2 separate regions of the Mus musculus genome follow, and region 1 is linked to region 2. A link is a contact called in public Hi-C data. All regions are on one chromosome and are shown on one strand. The core of a region is the stretch at or near the end of the contact, and the rest is flanking DNA. Distances in the headings are between cores, read along the strand shown. Region 1 overlaps Susd1 (sushi domain containing 1). Region 2 overlaps Ugcg (UDP-glucose ceramide glucosyltransferase).

Region 1 (4,943 bases), core at 277-2,776, 130 kb before region 2:
AGCCTTGGTGAGGAAGGAGCCTATTCCTCCTAGCTGGTCACAGGGCACTGGAATGATCTTGGAAAGTCCCTCTGGTGTCTTGGGGGGGCTGAAGTTGCATCAGAGATTTTGGATAAGGATTGACCCCTGGCCTGGTTTCCTTTCAAAGTCTTTGGCAGTATAAGGTGTTTGGCTCCTTGGGTCAGGCTGGGAGTGAGCGTGTTTGGGGTCCCATGTTTCTGCCACCCACACATTTTCCCACTCCCAGAAACATTGGTCTACCTTCTAACCTCATGTTCCTGTTTAAATGGCGCAGCAGACACCTGTTCGCATCTCTCTGTTTCACCCACTAACACCATTCAGTTCCCATTAGGCTTCTTCACTGAGGTAGGGTGACTCACGGTGGAAGGAAATGGGCTGGCTGCTCGGGTCAGCTTGTATACACTTTAACTTTATACAATGTGCATAGGAAGGCTTCCTTAGATCAGAATCCTAAAAATCCAGAATCATGGTGATTGATGTCGTAGAAGGACCATGCTGAGAACCGACACTTGAATTCAGGAAATATTAATGACAAATACCTATGCACAGTGCTGAGTGGGAGAACATGTGGCCGAGCCTCACAGATGTGTAGATGGGAAGGCCTATCTGGCCTTGTGGCTGGCGGCTTATGGTGAACATTCTCATTTCTTTGTTCCTATGAGTTTCTTTGAGCACATCTCTTAGAAAAAAAAAAAAACTTACTATCATAAGGTTAGGTGAAAAACTTTTAATATAGTTGCACTTATAGTATCTCCTTTTACTGATTTACCATTTTGCTTGTCTTAGCAGTGTTAATCTTTGCATATGTGTTACACATTTCCCACACCAAGATAATTTATTCTTTAATTTTATTTTCATTATTTTGACATTTAGATTTTGGATATGTACGGGATATGTATGGATGAGTGTGCCTGTGTGTGCCTGTGTGTGTGTATATGTGTGCATGTACTCACATGTGTGTGCATGTGCACTTAGACATGTCTGTAATTGTGGTGAGCAGGGAGGCAAGGGGTCAATACATGTCTTTATTGCAGTCACCTTGTTTGTTTGTTTTTTTGTTTGTTTGTTGGCAGAGCCTTGAGCTCCGCATTTGACTAGATGGGATAGCCAGGGAGTTTTGGGGTCCCCCGTCTCATTCACCTATCCCAACCCCCAACACTGAGGTTATAAATACACTGCCACTGCTGGCTTTTACATGGGTGCCAGGGATCCAAACTCAGACCCTCAAGCGCTGGGGGAAAGCGTGATATACCCACAGGCTGTCTCTGTAGCCAAACACTTAGACACTTGACAGTGTCACGGAACCAGTTCTATTAATGTCTTAGCGTTCACTCCTCCAATGACACTGAGAAAAATGCTCCCCATCTCTGGAGTCTAGGTTAAATTTTGTTCTCTAGAACTTTCTTATCTTTGTAATAATCTGGGCTCATTTAGACTGTGTTCTGACTTAAGACATGAAGCTGAATCTACACAGGAACTTTCTTCTCCGGGTTGTTTAATGCACCTCTCGATTTCCTGGGTGGGTTGTGGTCTTCCTGAAATACACACTCTTCTGTCACCTCCCTGTGTGGTTCCTGCTTGTAATTTTGCTGTTACTTTTCTCTGTATTCCTCAAGGTGTTTTTTGTTTTGTTTTGTTGTTGTTGTTGTTTCTCATACGATGCCCCTGATACTCTTTAGTGGTCTGCTTCTAGCGGAGGATTGAAGTTACTGGAACCTCTGAACTGTATGGAAAGCCTGCCTCTGGCCCTGCTTCCGTTGTGCATACCCAGGGGAGAGGACTGCATTTTACCCCATAGGACGGTTATGCTTTGCTTTGCTTTTAGATCAGTGAGGAGGAGCGTGGGTAGGAGGCAGATTTGCCTGGGATAGCAACTTGGACCTGAGGAACAGCACTGTGACAACAGAACAGAAAGCCGGGGTTACTTCACCCCGAAATGTGGCGGAGAACCAGGCTGCCGACGGCCACACTTGTTACATTTCAGAGAAGTGCAGAATGTGGAGCAGCTCAAGTTGGGGAAGGCCTCGCGCAAGCAAGGCAGCAAACTAACTGGAAATCATGTGCTGATTGGCAGCCAGGTGACAGTGTACCCTTGGAACTGCAAGGTGCATCCCACACTGGGTGGCTCAGAACACAAGAGGCAGAGCTTTCCTGTTGTTCCCCAGACCTGCCTTCTCTGAGCCCTGTGCGCTTTGTCCTGTCTCCTCCAGGTTGAGAGAGACTAGATGGATTGGAAGGGTAGTTGGGAGATGAGCTCAGTCAGCTAGGCTTAGTTATCTCAGAGGAGAACAGAGAGCAACCAAGAAGAGAGTGAGAGGGGCTGAGCAATAAAAGTGATAGGTTTCAACAGATAGGTTTCTACTGTTGGGCTGGATCACAGGAAACAAGAGACCCTTACTGTTACTACAGAGCACCAACAGCCTGGTGATGGCGCTCAGGCCTGAGGGCAGAGTTCTCAGGTGAGGGGGCTCGAAGCTCGGGCCCAGGCTGCTTTCTTTTCCTGTCACTTCTGCAGCCTTCTTTCTCAGAGATGTCATGAAATCACTCTCTGGAGTCCTCTCTAAAGGGAGAAAGGCCCTCGTAAAAGGCATTTTATGAAGCCTCACCTGTAAGCAGGGCCTGTTCCCTGTGAGTCCCCTGCCTAGGGCTCTTGGCAGTGAGAAGTATGATCCGTGTCACTGTGTCTGGTGACTTCAGAAGCACTTCTAGACTGAATGTGAATTTCTAGTTTCCTTTGAGACACTTCCACACACACTTCAGTCTCAGCAAATTCCCTAGGTGTGAGCTGCTCCCATTACAGACTTTCTGCAAGCTCCGGTGAGGGGCGTCATGACCCGGGTGACTGTAGCGTAGCCTGTGCTCCTCTGTTCTCTCTTCCATGTCCTGCCTCTCTGGCTTCTCTTGCATTGATTTCCTCAGACCAAAAGCATTTCACGCCTCGACTCCTGACTTTCTGCTCTTTTCCAGTTTACCCTCTTTGGTTCTTATGTTCTACTCCTAATTAGGTTTTCTTTAACTCCTTCCTGAACCTCAGATCTGACCTGGGCCTACCCATTCCCTCCTGCTGCCCATCTCTCCACTGCCAGAACTCAGCTTATTAGCCCAGAGTTTGGGGATCTGCCTAGATTGGCAGGCACTCTCACACAGAGGCCTAAGAATGGCTTCTGGCCTGGCGCCAGAACTCCCTCACTTGTACATACAGCTGTATGTTCTGCCTTTCAGCAGGAGATGGGGTTGGCTGGGTGCATTCTAAAATTAGTCAAGGCCCTTTGGGGTGTAGATGACAAAAACCGACTCAAAGCTTAAGCCTGCAGGATGTGCTGGGTTAGAGATGGAAGTCGAGGAAGGGATCTCACTTGAAGCACAGTACGTTCCAGCTACAGATGTACTGTAAGTGGCCCGTTGTTCTTGCTTAGTTGTTCTGCCTGAAGTCTTTCACCCAGACCTGGAAAGATGAGCATTCCTGGCTAATGTGGTACTAACAGCTGTGATCCAAGACTAAGAACGAGACGTTGTCATCTCTCAGAGTTAAATGGACCACTCCTTTTGGTCAGTTCTAAGTATGGTGATTATGTCTCTAGGGCCTAGGCCAGATAGCATTTGGAGACTCATGAGTAACGGCCCCATAGGAACTCTGTGGGAGGGGGAGGGGCTGCTACTGAGAGATTGGCTTCTTAAATTTACTTATGATTAGCCCTGGCAGTGGTGGTACCCACCCTTAATCTCAGCACTCAGGAGGCAGAGGCAGTCAGATCTCTGTGAGTTTGAGGCCAGCCTGGTCTACAAAGCAAGTCCACAACAGACAGTGCTATTACCCAGAGAAACCGTCTCAAAAAACAAAACCAAAACAAAAATCCCAAACAAAACCAAAACAAACCTTATTATTTTAAAGCACGACACCAGGAAGGTGTTGAACCCATTTAAACTGGTGTTTACCTCAGTAGAATTCGTATTTCAGCTTTTTGGAGGGATGGAGACAGAGATACTCAGAACCTTTCACTGAGTCCTCCCAACTTGACCAAAGTGGATTAATGAAGTGTCTTGTGGATTAGTCAGTGACATCCATGACACAGCTCTTTCTTCCTGCACAAAATCCCATTGAGTTACCCATTCCCCGTGGCTGACAGTCATCCTTAAATGAACACTGGCATCACTCCGGGGGACCTTCTTCAAGCTGTTGACCAACTGACTGACCGTGTCAAGGAGCTTAAGCCGCCTTGGTGCCTCAAAGACACACCAGACGTTAGAGACACCGCATCTTTTCAGTGTGCTGATTAAGGATCAAAGTGGCTGTTGTTCTCATTCCCATTTTATAGATAGGCAGCTAGAGACAAAAGTCGTGGAAGCCAGAGCCCTTGGTCTTACCCACTACGTTGGTGATTATTTCTGTACCGTAACTTTGTCTTCCTCGGTGTGAGCCACACTAGGGAAACCTCTGATACTACAAGAGAGTTGTGAGAGGGGAATACTTTCCTGGAGTTGGCCTGTTGTAAAGCCTTCGCTTGGTGTAGTAAAAATGGGTGTTATTAATTCACTGACAGAAGATATAAAGACCCACTGGAAGATTTAGTGGAGCTGGCATTTAAGAGACCCCCGGGGTAAATGAGAAATGTAAATAGCATCCTCCCTGTGCCACAGGGTGTGCATTCCTGGGTGGAGAACTTACACCCTAGGCTTCCTCACCTATAACTTGTCAAAAGTGTATATGTCAAGAGTATTAGTCACAGAGTGAGAGAGAGGCTGGGCAGCGATGACACATGCCTTTAATCCCAGCACTCGGGAGGCAGAGGCAGGTGGATCTCTGTGAGTTTGACCTACAGAGTGAGTTCCAGGACAGCCTGGGCTACACAGAGAACCCTGTCTTGACAAAAGAAAAAAAAAAAAGTAAGCTAGAGATCTCATTACTGCTTGCTGGTGAAACC
Region 2 (4,992 bases), core at 2,478-4,977:
AGTTGCTGGCCCAGGGCAAGTGACAAGTTCATTTGTTAATTCATTTGTGTAACTTCTGAGAAAAAGAACACGCAAAGGAGGATTTTAAAGAACACCTCTGAACTCAAAGCTCTACAGGGCAATTTTGAATATTTGTTTTTTCCTCTACTTAAGAACTAGATGATTTTGAGCTACATTTACCATCGTGTTAATGCTTTTAAGGTAGAATCCTGTCGGAACAAAAGCCCCGTAGCTGTAGAAACCTCTGACAGATTTCTCAGGCTCTCTAACTCAGAAACTGAACTAGACTATGGAAGTCTAGAGACCGTGTCTGGCATATGCTCTTACTCATTTCATAGTAAAGAGCAACACAATTTTCTCCTCCGCCAATTTACATACACAAGGATGTGATACAATATAAAAAGAGCCTCAGAACTAGGTCTCTGAGCTTTGTGATGGGATGATGCAGAGGAACCAAAATGTGAGGTTACGCTGCACGACAGCGGCACATGGGAGTCCAAGGGACAGGCTAGGCTGTTTTCACAATCAGCACACGTATTCTTTCATTCCCCAAAATTGGCCTTTCTTTGCATTTACTTACAGAATATAGGCTGGGAAAACTTCCAACTTTGATGTTTATAAAACAACAAGGCTCCTGCCTCATACAGTGTTAAAATTCCCCAAATAAATAAGTAAGCCCACGATGTAGCCCATCTCTCATAGGGATAGCACTATACTTACTTTGGGATAATCCAGTTCAAAGAATGTCTCCAAGTTGTTGATTAGGTTAGGATCCACCCCCTTCAGTGGCTTCAGAAGAGAGACACCAGGGAGCTTGCTATACGGCTGTTTGTCTGTTGCCTTCTTGTTGAGGTGTAACCGGCTAAAACACAAAAACAACACAAGAGTTATTTCTAGAGAATGTGCTGGTGCTAAACCAAAAGGAAGCACAGACTGATAAATCACTGAACAGAGTTGGGTTAGATATCTTAATAAAGGCTTAAACACAAGAACCAGGAGCAAGAGGCAGGCAGAACAAAGCCAGGCACACCCACAAGCATTGGGCTGGGCACCTCAAGGAAGAGGCTTTTGTTTTTTGGATTTTTGTTTTTGTTTGAAGAGGGGGGTTTCATATAGCCAAGGATAACCTTGAACTTCCTCTGACCACCTTTTAAGTATTAGGATTACAGGCATGCACATCCATGCCCAGTTTGTGGGACCAAACCCAGGGCTTCATACATGCTGGGCAAACCCTCTGCCAACTGTGCAATAATAACACCCCAGCACCAAGACGAGAATTTCCAAAGCTGACATCTTTCTGACAAGGAAACCTGACTGAAAACTAAGAAAAGACAAACCAAATGAGCTTCTGGTCTAGGAAACCCAGAAGGAAGGAAGGAAGGAAGGAAGGAAGGGAGGGAGGGAGGGAGGGAGGGAGGGAGGGAGGGAGGGAGGGAGGATAGATGGCAGGCAGGCAGGCAGGCAGGCTGGCTGTTCCAATGCTGGCCAGCACATGGATGCTCCCCGGATGTTTATCCTTCACTGCTGTGCTCCCAGGGCTTAGGAGCCACAGGGTCAGAGCAGGCACTCACAGGCAATGAAGGGCAGGTTTGGAGGGCCAGGGCGGGGGGGGGGGGGGGGGGGGGGGAATAGCTCTGCGGGTAAGATGCTATGCAAGCATGAGAACTTGAGTTCAGATCCCCTCATGTAAAAAGCTGGGTGTGGTGTGTGTAATCCCAATGGGATGTGAATACAGTAGCACCAGCAAACCAGTCTAGTCAAGCAGGGTGGGGGGACGAAAGCCTGTCTCAGTAAAATTGAAACCGATAGGATAAGAAACCCAAAGGTTTTTATATTGTATCTGGCCTCTGCAGATACCGGGACATTCTCTTTCTCACACACATAGTCACATACACCCACCTCCCCACCCCCACACACAAAACAAATGACAATATTGGCCTACACATGATTACCCTGCTTCTCAAACTGCCAAGAAGTAACCAAACAGCTATAAAAGTAGGTAAAACCTTTATATGCACTGTATGTGCCAGAAGAATATGGGAGTGTAATGAGCGCACTTTGAGAACAGGACAGATGAAATGTCTACTGGCAATAAGCTCGGGCTGGCAGAGTAGAAAGAAAACAAAACAAAACAAAACAAAAAACAAAACAAAACAAAAAAAACCCTCAGATTAAAAAAAAGGGGGGGGGTCTTAATGACACCAGAAGATATACCAGCACCACTGAGCAGATGGCTCAGGTTCACTACCCTGGTCCATGCCTAAGGTATCACAGCTCCTAAAGAGGGATACCCAGTCAGTTGGAGAAGAGAGAACATGCTGGAGTTTCTCCCTCCCTACTTCTACAAAAACAGAGCCAGTAGGTCCCATCTCATCAGCCAGGCTCCAGGCATCAGCAGTAATCAGATGCAGGGGCACTCCCGGATCTGCCTGGGAGGAGTCCTGGGATCCAGGTGTCTCCATGCTTTGACATCTCTGGAATCAGTGGCATCTTACAAGTGCTCCAGCCAGCCAGAAGTCCTGCCAAGAGTGGGGAAGCCCACTGAGATCTTCCTCTAGAAGAGCAAAAGCCCATTAGTGGCAGCACATCTGCACTTCAAAGAATGGTACTACAGATGCTGCAAGTGTGTCAAGCACACATTTGGAAGCACACCAGTAAGGGAAACACATGCAGACAGACAGTCAGCTTAGGCTGGCTCCCTGAGGCAGGAAGACAGAGTGCTCCTCAGCAAACACCTGCTTCACTTAGGGCCACAGAAACATCGTTGTTGTAAAAGAAACTATGTTACTGACAAGAGAAAAAACAGAAACCAACAAGGTTGAAGAGTTAACTTCTGATCTACAGCAGCAAACAAAAGCTAGATGACTGACCACTAGCCAAGTATAGACTGACTGGCCAGGTGCTTTACTGCTTTGCAATGAGAAGAAATAGAAGAAAAAAAGAGAAGAAATAGAAGAAAGTCTTTCAGAAAACTTAAAACGTAGCGCTTTGACATAACCACGACACCCAAGCGTGTGACCAGCAATTTATTTTTCATTGTAGTACGTCAGAGTGCCACGCCATGGCAGATTGTAACAATGTAAATTTTTACGTGTCACTGACAGTTTGGAGAATATAGATCTACAGGGTCCATCCACGGTGTTAAACACAACCAAAAGCAGACTCTAACACTAATGACCACAGACACACAAAAATGTTTCCCCCATTGCTAACAAAATAGCAGACTAGATGGATGCCTGCAGACAGTCATCTAGTAAAGGGCACCTGGACTGCGGGCATAAAACAAAGTTCACATGGCAGTTTAGCTGCCATGGTTCAAATCACGGAAAATAATGAGTGCCACATATATAGATCCCTGTTACTCCTGCAGTGACTTCAGGCTGGAGCCCAAGCTTGCCTTAGCCCTCCTATTACTATACTATAGCTTGTCAGTCTGGAAAAAGCCTGCTTTAAGAAAGAAATCTGGTTTGACACCCTTGTGTCTGGAATTCTTGAAAGACAAAGCAGAAAACTCTGAGCCCTGAGAGGAAGTTGGAGACACTACTTATCTTAGATTTAGTTACACCGAACATAAGACTATGAAGACAAAAGTTTTCCTAGAAAACATCTTTGCGGTCTTGGGCCTGGAGAAGGAATATGACACTGTCAAGACAACCAGGACTACATAAAACAAAGCACGGCTCCTGTGTCTGTAGTTCTCAACCTGTGGTGATGTGGAACAACCCTCTCACAGGGTCACCTCAGACCATCAGAAAACACAGATGTTTACACTATGACTCATGACAGCAAAACCACAGCTATGAAGTAGCAACAAAATGATGTTATTGGGGTGGGGTGTGTGTGTGTGTGTCACCAAACATGAGGATCTGTATTAAAGGGTCGCAGCATTAGGAAGGCTGAGAACCATTGCTCTACATGCCATTCACACGAGACAAAAGACTGCACACAGTAGTGGAAGATAAAATCCCAAAATGCATCAGAGAGAATAAAGTGCCCCCAAACCCACCCAGAAATCATGAAGAGAATATGACGAAGATAACAGGATGAGAAGGTCTAAGGCTAGCAACTTATTGACCCGTTTTCACTCATCAAAAGGATCTATTTCTATCTGGATACAGTGTACTTTGGCGACAGTCACTGCTCCCATTATTCATTCTCTCTCTCTCTCTCTCTCTCTCTCTCTCTCTCTCTGTCTCTCTCTCTCTTCCCCCCCTTTCTGTCCCTACCTGCTGCTAGAGCCCCCACCCCACCCCCTTTCTGTTTTCATGCCTTATTACTGTTAGGTCTCAGAAAGTCAGGATGTCCAGAAATGAGCTCAGGCTGGACTATAGAAGGATTTCTGGTGGTTAGATAAAAGCCAGCATTCCTCATCCCCAAAATGGGCTTCCCATCCCCAAAAGGTCATTTCCTTTGCCTCTGGAGAGGGGGTGTGCACCAGTGATTGCATTTCAAAGCCCATGCTGGCCTCCAGGTTTCCTCAGTCTCTGCTCACAAGTACTTGTTACACTTCTCAAAGGCTAGTCCTTCTCAGCTCAGGCTCCCCTCCCTCTCTCCAGATTCCCGTTTGGTCTCTATAATGGCACAGACCCTAACTGCCTCCAACCACTACTCTCTGTGCTCCCGGTTCTCTTGCTTCTGGCCATGTCCAGTCTGCTTTCTTTCTGTCTGCTCCCGATATTCTCTTATTCACAATAAAAACCTTCCCCCTAATAATGGGGTGATCATCTGGGCAGTGATCAATGCACCCCCACATACATTTATCATTATCATCATCATCATCTGATTCTGCATATGCAAGAAAAAAATGGTATTTGTCTGAGTCTGGTTAATTTCTTTTAACCCGATGATCTCCAGTTCCACCCACTTTCCTGCAAATGTTGCAATTCTGTTGTTCTCTAAGGCTGAATAAAATGTATACCATATTTTCTTTATCCATTTATCTGCTGATGGATAACTCATTAGGCTTTGTAGCTTGACTCTTGCAAATATACC

Evidence for each region. A called contact is a pair of places that touch in the nucleus more often than the background predicts.
Region 1: a contact with region 2 is called in a Hi-C map of CD8 T cells, with 3 times the contacts expected there. The contact joins two enhancer-like sites. A contact is called at or near these places in 21 of 39 promoter capture datasets (the 3T3-L1 cell line, 3T3-L1-derived adipocytes, the C10 cell line and 16 more), 4 of 15 datasets of contacts at CTCF or cohesin (CD8 T cells, the NIH/3T3 cell line, large pre-B cells and 1 more), 106 of 484 Hi-C or Micro-C datasets (the 3T3-L1 cell line, 3T3-L1-derived adipocytes, the AML12 cell line and 63 more), 36 of 115 datasets of contacts at active chromatin or transcription factors (the 230-238 cell line, CD4 single positive thymocytes, CD8 T cells and 28 more) and 4 of 9 other capture datasets (adipose tissue, embryonic stem cells, liver and 1 more).

Annotation. Positions count from the first base shown.
Region 1 is chr4:59,334,539-59,339,481 of GRCm38.p6, reverse strand. The region is part of intron 12 of Susd1 (sushi domain containing 1); the gene reads left to right. Among named protein-coding and RNA genes, the nearest start is that of Gm35578, 55 kb to the right of the region's middle. Within about 2 kb of position 1,526, at least 84 of the 459 cell types and tissues checked have an H3K27ac peak or open chromatin away from gene starts, as enhancers often do. A contact at or near this core is called in CD4 single positive thymocytes, CD8 T cells, DN2 thymocytes and 8 more, where this site is marked.
Region 2 is chr4:59,203,631-59,208,622 of GRCm38.p6, reverse strand. Ugcg (UDP-glucose ceramide glucosyltransferase) reads right to left here. Exons shown (of 9, transcript NM_011673.3): 2 at 721-862. Among named protein-coding and RNA genes, the nearest start is that of Ugcg, 17 kb to the right of the region's middle. Within about 2 kb of position 3,727, at least 89 of the 459 cell types and tissues checked have an H3K27ac peak or open chromatin away from gene starts, as enhancers often do. A contact at or near this core is called in CD4 single positive thymocytes, CD8 T cells, DN2 thymocytes and 8 more, where this site is marked.